Linked DNA regions of Mus musculus: region 1 is linked to region 2. Evidence: chromatin contacts called from public HiChIP or PLAC-seq data. All regions are on one chromosome and are shown on one strand. The core of a region is the stretch at or near the end of the contact, and the rest is flanking DNA. Distances in the headings are between cores, read along the strand shown.

Evidence for each region. HiChIP or PLAC-seq counts read pairs in DNA pulled down with a chosen protein or histone mark.
Region 1: a FOXA1 HiChIP or PLAC-seq map of pancreatic cancer cells shows a contact between it and region 2. The contact joins two enhancer-like sites. A contact is called at or near these places in 1 of 39 promoter capture datasets (stem cell-derived epiblast-like cells) and 1 of 115 datasets of contacts at active chromatin or transcription factors (pancreatic cancer cells).

Annotation. Positions count from the first base shown.
Region 1 is chr16:33,776,458-33,781,655 of GRCm38.p6, reverse strand. No RefSeq gene overlaps it. Among named protein-coding and RNA genes, the nearest start is that of Muc13, 15 kb to the left of the region's middle. Within about 2 kb of position 3,800, at least 63 of the 459 cell types and tissues checked have an H3K27ac peak or open chromatin away from gene starts, as enhancers often do. A contact at or near this core is called in pancreatic cancer cells, where this site is marked.
Region 2 is chr16:33,444,148-33,449,731 of GRCm38.p6, reverse strand. The region is part of intron 4 of Zfp148 (zinc finger protein 148); the gene reads right to left. Among named protein-coding and RNA genes, the nearest start is that of Zfp148, 66 kb to the right of the region's middle. Within about 2 kb of position 2,666, at least 28 of the 459 cell types and tissues checked have an H3K27ac peak or open chromatin away from gene starts, as enhancers often do. A contact at or near this core is called in pancreatic cancer cells, where this site is marked.

The sequences.
Region 1 (5,198 bases), core at 2,551-5,050, 330 kb before region 2:
ATGCCCTACAGGGCTGTGTCCCCATGTAGACCAAGTCTGGGGAAGTAGGCAGGATAAGTTCTCCACAACATTCCAGCTCAGAGAACGAATCCTGCTACGTAGCCACTGGACTACCTACCAACAAGAAACTCCTTGTATCCCGTCGGTAAGGATGGAGGAAGAAGAGCATTCACTCACTGCTCCTGAGGATGGAACACGGGGAGCCAAACCTAGAAATCAAGATGGTGGCTCCTCAGAAAGGCAGAGACAGATGTAGAATTAGCCCTTGACCCAGCAGCTCCATTTCTAGATAGATACTGGAGAAATGAAAGGTTATCCTTGGGCTGGAGAGATGGCTCAGTGGTTAAGAGCACTGACTGCTTTTCCAGAGGTCCTGAGTTCAATTTCCAGCAACCACATGGTGACTTACAACCATCTTAATGGGATCCGGTGTGTCTGAAATACAGTGTACTCATAAACATAAAATAAAATAAAATAAAATAAAATAAAATAACCCATCACAGCTGCCTAGGAGACAGACTTTTTTAAAAAAAAAGAGAGAGAAGAAAGGTTAGCCTCACAGAAACTCATGCAAGAATACCCAGGGTAGCATCATTCATGACAGTGTAGATATAGATAAGCTCGATTCCCCAATCCCCACCACAAAAACAAAGCCCTGACTGTCCATCAATTGGTTAATAAACAAAACACGTCTTATCCATACAAAGGTTATTATTTATCCATGAAAAGGACTGGAATGCTGATAACTATACTTCCTGGTTAGCTTTCACTGTCAGCTGGGCAGCCTGGTTGTTTGAGAGGAGAGCCTAGACTGAGGGATGACCTAGATCACATTGGCCTGCAGTCCTGTCTGTGAGGGGATTATCTTGATAACTATTGGATGCAGGAGGGAGGGCAGAGCGCATTGTGGGAAGTAGTGCTATCCCTAGGAAGATGGTTCTGGGTCATGTAAGAAAGCTTAGTTAGCTAAGGACTGGAGAGATGGCTCAGTGGTTAAGAGCACTGGCTGCTTCCAGAGGACCTGGGTTCAATTCTCAACATCCACATCAGACCACACATAGGAGGCTCATATCCACATACATATATGTGTAGTTGAGAATAAAATCTTTTAAAGCAAGCAAGTTAAACATGAACCGCGCGCGGAGTGAGCCAGAAACCAGTAGTCCCCATAATTATTAATTTCTTTCTTTCTTTCTTTCTTTCTTTCTTTCTTTCTTTCTTTCTTTCTTTCTTTCTTTCTTTCTTTCTTCCTTCCTTCCTTCCTTCCTTCCTTCCTTCCTTCCTCCCTCCCTCCCTATCTTTCTTTCTTTCTTTCTTTCTTTCTTTCTTTCTTTCTTTCTTTCTTTCTTTCTTTCTTTCTTTCTTTCTTTCTTTCTTTCTTTCTCTCTCTCTCTCTCTCTCTCTCCCTCCCTCCCTCCCTCCCTCCCTTCCTCCCTATCTATCTATCTATCTATCTATCATCTATCTATCTATCTATCTATCTTTCTTTTTTTTTGTTTTTGTTTTTTTTTGAGACAGGGTTTCTTTGTATCACCCTGGTTGTCCTGGAACTCACTCTATAGACCAGGCTGGCCTTGAACTCAGAAATCCACCTGCCTCTGCCTCCCAAGTACTTAGAGCGTGAGTTCCTGCCTTAGCAGCCCTCAATGACAGACTGTGACTCAGACATGTAAACCCAATACCTATTTCTTCCCCTATGTTACTTTTGGTCAGAGTGTGTTTAGTTTAGTTTAGTTTAGTTTTTAGTTTAGTTTAGTTTAGTTTTTAGTTTAGTTTAGTTTAGTTTTTAGTTTAGTTTAGTTTGAGATAAGGTCTCATCGTACAGCATTAACTGGCTCAGAACTCACTCTTAGGGGGCTGGCCTCAAACTTAAGAGATCTGCTTGTTTTTGCCTCAAATGCCAGGGTTAAAGGTGTGTGCCCACCCATCATGCCTGGTTTGGTCAGATCGTTTCATCATAGCCACAGAAAGGAAGCAGAGCCCAACGCTAATAAACTTGAAAATAACAGCGAGGGGAGAGAGCTCAGACAAAAATTATGATATTGTAATGGGGTCCCAGACCTTAGCACAACCGACTCCGAGGTGGAAGTGCCATTCTGGCTGTAAAACTCGGCACATAGACAGTAATGCCTGCCAAAACGAAAACAAAGACCGATTCCATCAAAGTCCATAGCTCTGGGAAAGGTCCACATGCACTATCCTTGCTTTTTGGCTTCTGTAGTTGCACGTCTGGTTAACTGTTCTTGTTAACCGAAAAATGTCAACCTAGAACATGCTTTTGTGTTTCAAAGCTTACCCTGAGAAAGGCTCAGGGCTACAGTGGGATCCTGACCACCCAGGGTAGTCACCTGCCAGGTTATAAAGACTTTCTATTGGCTTAAACCCCATATCTAAGAAGTCGTCTTCCGTGGTTACCCCACAGTACATATGGCAGGGTTTTGTTTGTAATAAATGTACAAACAGACACAGATGTAGAGATGAAAGGTGGGCCAGCTGCTGGGCTGGGGCAGGAGGCACTGGCTCAGAAGCACAGGCTTCTTGTTGGAATAATGAACATGGACTTGGTCGTGGTGGTGTGGTGTGCCCCTGTGACCGAGATAGAATCATATATCAGTAAAGGTACGGGAGAAGAGGAAGGGGGGAGAGGAGAAGATGGAGGGAGAGGGAAAAAGGAAGAAAGGAAAGAAAGGAAAGGAGAGAGCAGAGAGAAAAAAATGTTAATTTCAGAGTATATTGTCTTGAGGCAATTGATGCTCAGAGCAACCTCCTGGGCCCTTGTAATTTCCCGGTGAGCACACAAATGCACTTCGAAACACAGAAGTGAAAATCAGGGCCAAGCATGGTGGTGCATGCTTTTGATGCCAGTGTTTGGGAGGCAGAGGCAGGTGGATCTCTGAGTTCCAGGACAGTTAGGGCTCTGTTACGCAGAGAAACCCTATCTCTGAAAGAAAAAGGAATGAAGGAAGGAAGGAAGGAAGGGAGGGAGGGAGGGAGGGAGGGAGGGAGGGAGGGAGGGAGGGAGGAAAAACTACTCATTTTCATTGAGGCCCCAAAACAGTGGTAGGAACTGTAGCTTAATAAAAATCCAACAGATGCAAATGTGTTTGCTTTTCAGTTTAACTTCTGGCTGCACGGGATATTTAGAAAGCTGGCTCACATCACTGTGAACCATAAACATGAATTGATTAAATGCCTCTACATAGTATAAAATCTGTATGTAAGTGCCATTTTGCCTTGTGTTTATTTAATATCAACTTGTCTAGGCTCAAAGAAAACTTTTCAAAATCATTGTCTTGTGTTAAAATTTATTGTTGACACTGTTCCCGAAGCCCACAGCTCCTCAGGATCCATTTTTGCTATAATAATCATGGTTAAGTTTGGAACAAAGCTCTTTGCTCTGGACACATTTTTTTTTCCCCTGCTGCAATCAACCTGTGGGTCACAACCACTTTGGGGGGAGGGGGAATCTCATATCAGACATCCCGCATATGAGAAATTTACATCACAATTCATAACAGCAGCAAAATTACAGTTATGAAGTAGCAACAAAAATAATTTTATGGTTGGGGGGTCACCACGGTATGAGGAGCTGTATTAGAGTGTCATAGCATTAGGAAGGTTGAGAACACTGCTCTAATGTGAGCTCACCACAGCTCAAAAGCATCAGGGAGACGTAACAGAGTGGTCACTGTATCTTCTAGAATGAACTAACAACTGGCTTCCAAGTGAGACCACAGACTGATCTCCCAGAGTGATCTTCTAGTACTGGGGTGAATATCAAGATGTCTATCGTGTGAATCAACTCTGGGAAGTCAGTTGTGTGGGCAGGCATCGGATCATGGGGCTTTAAGTAACAGCATGAAGGATGACAAAGCCAACAACAAACCAGGGTTTCAAGGGTTGTGCTTTCTATACCCCACGCCACGCCACACCATGCCACATCATGCCACGCCATGTCAAGCCATGCCACACCATTTTTATTTCATCCAGTCATCTGCCTAGTCTCCAACCAGACTTTTTCAAGAATTGCCAAGGACTTCTGCCTCTACTGTGGAGTTCGGTCTCATCTGTCGCCTTTCACATGAACTCTGCAGTGTCATGCTCTTCTAACACACTCCTTCAGAAATGACACATGCCCTGGAAAGTATAATAAACTGGATATTTACACTCTGAGTTCTCTAAAACTCCCTCTACAAATAAGCTCTTTAGCCTCGGGAAGTCACCCTCTCTGATGTTGTTTCCTTATTAGTAAAAAGGAGTGGGGGCCAAACAATATGTCATTTCCAGCTTCAGCCTCCGTGAGTCACTTGGTTCCAAGCATGCTTTATTACTTTTGGATTGCCACATCCTTTTATTCATACTGGAAATTGCATATAGGATCTGGAAGGCCTGGACCCTGAACCTTGTTGTGAGGCATACACATTTTCTATTAATAGAAATAAAACCCGGAAATATCAACCTGCTGACATATTCCCAAGGATATCTGAGGATAATCTGTGGTTGTTTTGGTCTTCTTTTGAGACATCTCCATATGTAGCCTGGGCTGGACTTGAGTACATGCTCTTCCTGCCTCAGTTTCTCAAGTCCTGTAGATACCAGCATTCACCACCATACCATTCTCGAGGATATATTAGCAAGCAGAGGCCCACAGTGTGCGTTCATTCGGGGGCATCTCAAATGCTACTGTAAGCCACCACAAGCCACTTCCCAGTTGCTCTTGAGAACAAAGGGGTGTGGTGACAGTTGGGTAAAGACGTTGCAGAGACTGAGAAGTATGGTCTTCTTTGTCTGTTGTCACACTGTCCAAGGAGCTGCCAGGTCACCCTCCAGTCATGTTATTGTGTGAGGAATTATTGGTGCAGCTTTTTAATTATTTATTTATTTTTTGGGTACTGGAGATTGGACCTAGACAAGCACTCTGCCTGAGCTGCGCTGCTAGTATGTTCTTCTCTTTCTGATGTGACTCTGAACTTGTTTCATGGCTTAGGAGGGTGTCAGGAATGTGATTGAAAAAGACTGGCAGTTCGTAGAAGCTGAGAGCTATCGAAATGGTTTTACCCGTGGTATGAACATCGCAATGTCTTCATTTATCAAATATTTGTGTAGCATCTATATATGTAACATATGCTTCTTTTTATTACATTTATTTGGTTTGGTTTTTTTGTCTGTGAAGAGGTACACATGCCATGGCTCAAAAG
Region 2 (5,584 bases), core at 1,417-3,916:
CCAAGTATAGTTATTAATTTAATGATGTTGCAATATCAACATTTTATAGTTAACCACAGATAAAATGAATAAACTGGGTGTGTCAAATTATCCTAACGAAGTAATGCTGATTCTTTCTTGTTGGAATTCCACTCTTCTAACTTTCATGACATCACACCAACTTAAGTTCTCTCCTTTGCCTAGTGGCAACTGCTTTGAACTGGTTCAATAATAAACTTCCGGTATGTGTTACATCAATGACTCCCCAGTGTGGGAGTCCCCTGAAGGGCCCTGACACCCTCTCCATGTGATGTTTCTTGATCAAACAGCTGTCACAACAACTTATAGTTGCTTAACAAGTGATATTATCAGAGACTGGATGTAATAGTAAGTATGAGAATCTAAACATTGTCTACTGATCTAGACAATGAAGAGAGCTATAAAAATGTACAACTCACTTCTCATTAACTTTTGTGTTTTATGAAAGTTATTTTTCAGGGCATAGAGAAATTAAGAGTACTTACTCCCTGATGGGCAGTAGCATCGAACTCTGAGTTCGAGGCTAGCCAAAGCTGTCCTAGAAACCTATCCTAGAAACCAGAGAAACCCTGTTTCAAAGAGGAAAAAAATATTAAGAGCTTACTTCTCTTGAAAAGGACCTGAGATTGGTGCCCAGCACCTAGGTCAGGTGGCCCACAACCACCTGCAGTTCGAGGATCAGATGTTCTCTGGCCTCCCGGGGCACCTATATGCACACATACACATATAAATAAAAATAATAGATCTTTAAAACAAAACAAGGCTAGGCATGGTGGTGTCTTTGATTCCAGAACTTGGGAAGCAGGGGCAGGTGGATCTCTTTGAGTTCAAAGACAGCCTAGTCTACAGAACAAGTTCTAAGCCAACCAAGGCTATATAGAAAAACCTGTCTCAAAAAACCAAACCAAAACCAAAATGACAACAAAAGGTTGGAACTGAAAAATGGTTCGGTGGCGGGAAGCTCATTCCGCCCTTGCAGAGGACCTGCTGATTAGTTTGACTCCAACATTCACACAGTGGCTGCAACTGACTGTAAGTCCAGTTCCAACTCTCTGACCTCCATGGGGACTGGGTGCACACACAATACAAAGGCATACATACATGTAAGAAAACCTCAAAAGCATAAAATACACCTAAACATTTTTAAAAGTTTTTTTATAAACATGTTACTACTTAAAATACTTTTGTCATACATTAAGATGAAACTTTAAGTTACTATACTTTAATTTTTTCTGAAAAATAATAATGCAATCAACAGCAAAAGCTCTTGCAAGTCTTCATTTTTTTTAAGACTGTGAAGAGTTTCAACAACAGAATGAGAATTGATTTAGACAAACCTCAGTCTTCTCTTCCTTTTCCTTCATCCAATCTCTTTTTGTAGAAATACTTGTCACCATCAAGATAAAGGCACATGTGTAAAGGCTGTGCACACAAGTGGGTGAGCAGACATACCTGCACTTCCTAGTTCCACTGGTTGGGACCCCAAGAAGGATTGGAACTCACTACATCCAGCACGCAGAAATTACTTTCCATTAATCAATATACAATAGACCAATAACTACTTAGCTGATTCCACATTCAGGACAGGAAAAACCAGCGTGTGGTGAAAGCTAAAAACTGTAGTGCCAGAAATTCAAGTTCTTAAGGAGGGATCAGAAGTATGTCAAAAGGAACCAAATGAAAGAGTTCCTAAAGACCCAAACTGGAACAATGAGTAAGCAAATAAGCAATTTGATTATTTTATGTGCTGGATTTTAATTCTATGGAATAAATATTCATATTGAGATAATAAATCAAGAATCTCATCAAAGGCATTTAACAATTACAACAAAAAAATTACCTTTGTAAGGGGGAAGCCTGGCAAACACCATCTTAAATGAAGTTACAGGCCACATATGTCCCCTGTAGGGTGACCCTGTAGGAGGGCAATACAAGATCACATCTGTGGCACTGCCAGAAATGCAGAGCACCAGATACAACAGAGCACTAAGGATACTGTGAATTGGAATGGTGGGTAGGGGATACATAGTCTCTAGACTGTTATAGAACTGTATTTATACAGTAAGATTAAAATTTAACCTCATTGGAAACAAAACTAAGCCCCCCAAAAGATTAAACTTAATGCTTAAAAGTGTACTGATTAAGCCAGGCGTGGTGGTGCACGCCTTTAATTCCAGCACTCAGGAGGCAGAGGCAGACAGATTTCTGAGTTCGAGGCCAGCCTGGTCTACAAAGTGAGTTCCAGGACAGCCAGGGCTACACAGAGAAACCCTGTCTCAAAAAAAAAAAAAAAAAACAAACAAACAAACAAAAACAAAAACAAAAACCCCCAAAAAACTGTACTGATTAAAAGAGTGTAAAAATTTAAATCCAAGTCCCCTATATCCAGGGACACAAAGTGAACTCCTATGTTCTGTGAATTATTTCTTATACCCATGCCATCAGTAAGTTCAGTGAGGCCTCTCACCCCCATTCTGTACAGTTTCAAAACGAGGATTGAAACCAAGACCGCCAGTGCACTCAGAAAATCGCACTAGCAGTGTCTGCCTGCACCATCAGGGCCTCACAGTGTTCCCTCACACAGGAGGATTTATAGGTAGTCACTGGTTGCTGGGGAAGGGAAGAGTCATTTTCTTCAGTGACACAGCCACCAGTTAGCCCCAGTTAGTCACCTGTGCTGTGTAAACATCCATGACTAATTGATTGGCTCTCCACACTCTGCACACAGGGAAAAAAGGAACAGGTGGTAGCACACTACAATTCACGATGCTACTCATCAGCACTTCAGTCAATACTACAAAAAGAATCCTTGGAAAATCCTAAGGCACCAAGTAACCCGTGCATGTCATCAATCACCAGCACACTCTGCAGAGTGGCTTCTCAGCTATGCAGAGGGTTACTAACTGCTACACAAGCCCCACTTATACAACGTGCTTTCTAAAGCTCAACACAGCTAAAAGCTCATTCATCTTTCATGTAAAATCCTCCCTCCAGGGCTAGAGAGATGGCCCATGCTCGCTCTTCCAGAGAACCGGGGTTCAACCCCCAGCACCCACCCAGCAGTTCAGGACTGACTGTAACTCAAGCTCCGGGGAATGAGGGGTTTCTGAAACCCTCTCTGACTTTGGTAGGTACAAGGCAAGGCACACATGTGGTGCACAGACACGAATGCAGGCAAAATAGTCCTATGTACATTAAGATAAAAGGGAAAGACCATCCTTCCGAGTCTCTGCCTTCCTCTCAGTATCTTGCCCGTATCCAGGGCTGGCAAGGCATCTCAGCAGTGAACACTGCTGCACAAGCACGGCCAACTGAGCTTGATCGCAGAACCACAGACAGACAAAGGAGAGAACTGATGGCACAAAATTGTGCCATGGCACACAGACTCATCCTATTATATACATACATACATACATACATACATACATACATACATGTGTGTGTTTACTTTGCTTTCTGGTTCACTTTTACTTTTCTTCTCTAGCCTACAAGTACTTTTGTGGGGTTTTTTTTTTTTATGTGTGTGTGTGAATTATAATTTAGAATTATATTTCCAAAGCCTAAAGAAACCCATACCAAAGAAATAAAAAACCGTAACAATGTCCATGCAAAACTGCAGTATTATTTATAATAATAAAACTATAAAGTCTATTACTCAATAATAAACTATGATTACAGTTATTGGTAATATCACATTCGATTAACATAAAAGAGAAATATTCATGGTAAAGGTTAAGTGGGAAATAGGAATAAATATGAAAAGATATTTGAAAACATTATGCAAATATACACATATGTTTTGTCCAAACACACAAACACCTACACTGGAAAATAACAACAAAAGAAATACTACAATGCTACCAAAGAAGCATTAAGAGGGGTTATTCTAGAGTACAGAAGTTGCAGACATTTTTGTTCTTTATGGTTTAGAACCTTCAGTATCTTCTCAGTGTGTATTACCTTATTATCCTAAGACGGCATCAAGTCATATCTAGTACAAGTCCTTATTAAAAGCAAAGCTATCAGAGGAATGGTACCCATGACTGCAGGCCTCATACCTGGGAAGTGGAGGCAAGAGAAGCAAGGCTTCAAGGTCATCTCAGCTACACAGTGAGTAGGCCAACCTACATGATACCCTGGACATACTGACAGAATAAATAAGTAAGAGAGAAGAGAAGGGGAGGACCCGGGGGTCGGGGGGCACTGAATGGAAGGGAAGAGAAGAGAGACAGTGACAAAGGCATGAAGGAAGAAAAAAAAACCTTCTACTACACATTCATTATACACTGCTATACCCAGACTGATACCAATGGGAAACCGAAAGAAGGTATCTCTTGGTTAGTTTACAAAACTAAACAGCAATCAGGGGGAAAAAAAAAGTTTTGGTTTGGTTTGGTTTGGTTCTCATATCACCTGCAAAAACTCAACTCAAACAACAGTACATAGAGGAAGTGTGGCTAAACAGGACAAGTTACCAAACCTCACTAGTTACCAGTGAAAGGAAAGCTAAAACCACACTTCATTACATTATACAACTAAAATGGTTACAGTGAAAATGTAGTACATGACAAGACCAGATACCAAGGATATGGAACAATCTTTATAACTTGGCCAAACCAATCACAGACTTCTGGTGGAGCAGGACACTTACCAAGCTACAAAATTGCATCCTGAGGAAACAGGCAACAGCAATGAGTAAAAATAGGCACAAAAAGGCACATCCAAGAATACTCAAAGAAGCACTTCTCAGAATGGTCAATACCTAGAAACAATCTTTTGTTGGAGCGAAAGGAAGATGTGTTTGGGGATTAAAACTAGTCCTTTCCACTTGGCTGGTTAAACAATCTGCTCTGAGCACACATAGCCCACTCTAGAAACAGTCTGCAATGACAGAAGGAACACTATATTCAGGACTGAGAATAGCCTACTAAATGCAAGAGATAACTGATTTCATAAGCAACAAACAAAAACATAGCACAAAGTATGGTTCTATTTATATCAAAATCAAACTCAAGCTACAGACCATGATAAAAGCATCAAGGTAGTAAGAACTGGACTGGGGGGAGGGTTATGTCTCGGGGTCACTACTGATGCTCTATGCCATGATTTAGGCACATGAAGTTACTTTTGACTACATTTATTACACTTAAATTTATGAACGTAGCAATCTATCCAATTTTCTTTATGAATGTTCTGATCTAATAACTATACATATATGTACAGAAAGAGCCTACATATGTGTGTACAGATACATGCACAAGCATTATTTTTATCATGATTTCATTCAAGCAAACAGACCTAGCAACAACATAAATGTGAAATAAATAACAGCATGCCATTTAATTACTAAAATAAGCAATGCAGTTTTATATGTGGTGACATGAAAATCAATAAAGTATCATTAAATACAATTTCCAAAGAGATATGATTATCATTTAGATGATATATCTTTAAAGCATACTATGTAGAAATAAATATACCAATGTTGTTTACAAATTAAAATTTTCTAAAATATCAATATTAGTGATCTCTTTGGGATCAGAAGAGTCAAAAGATAGAAACAAGG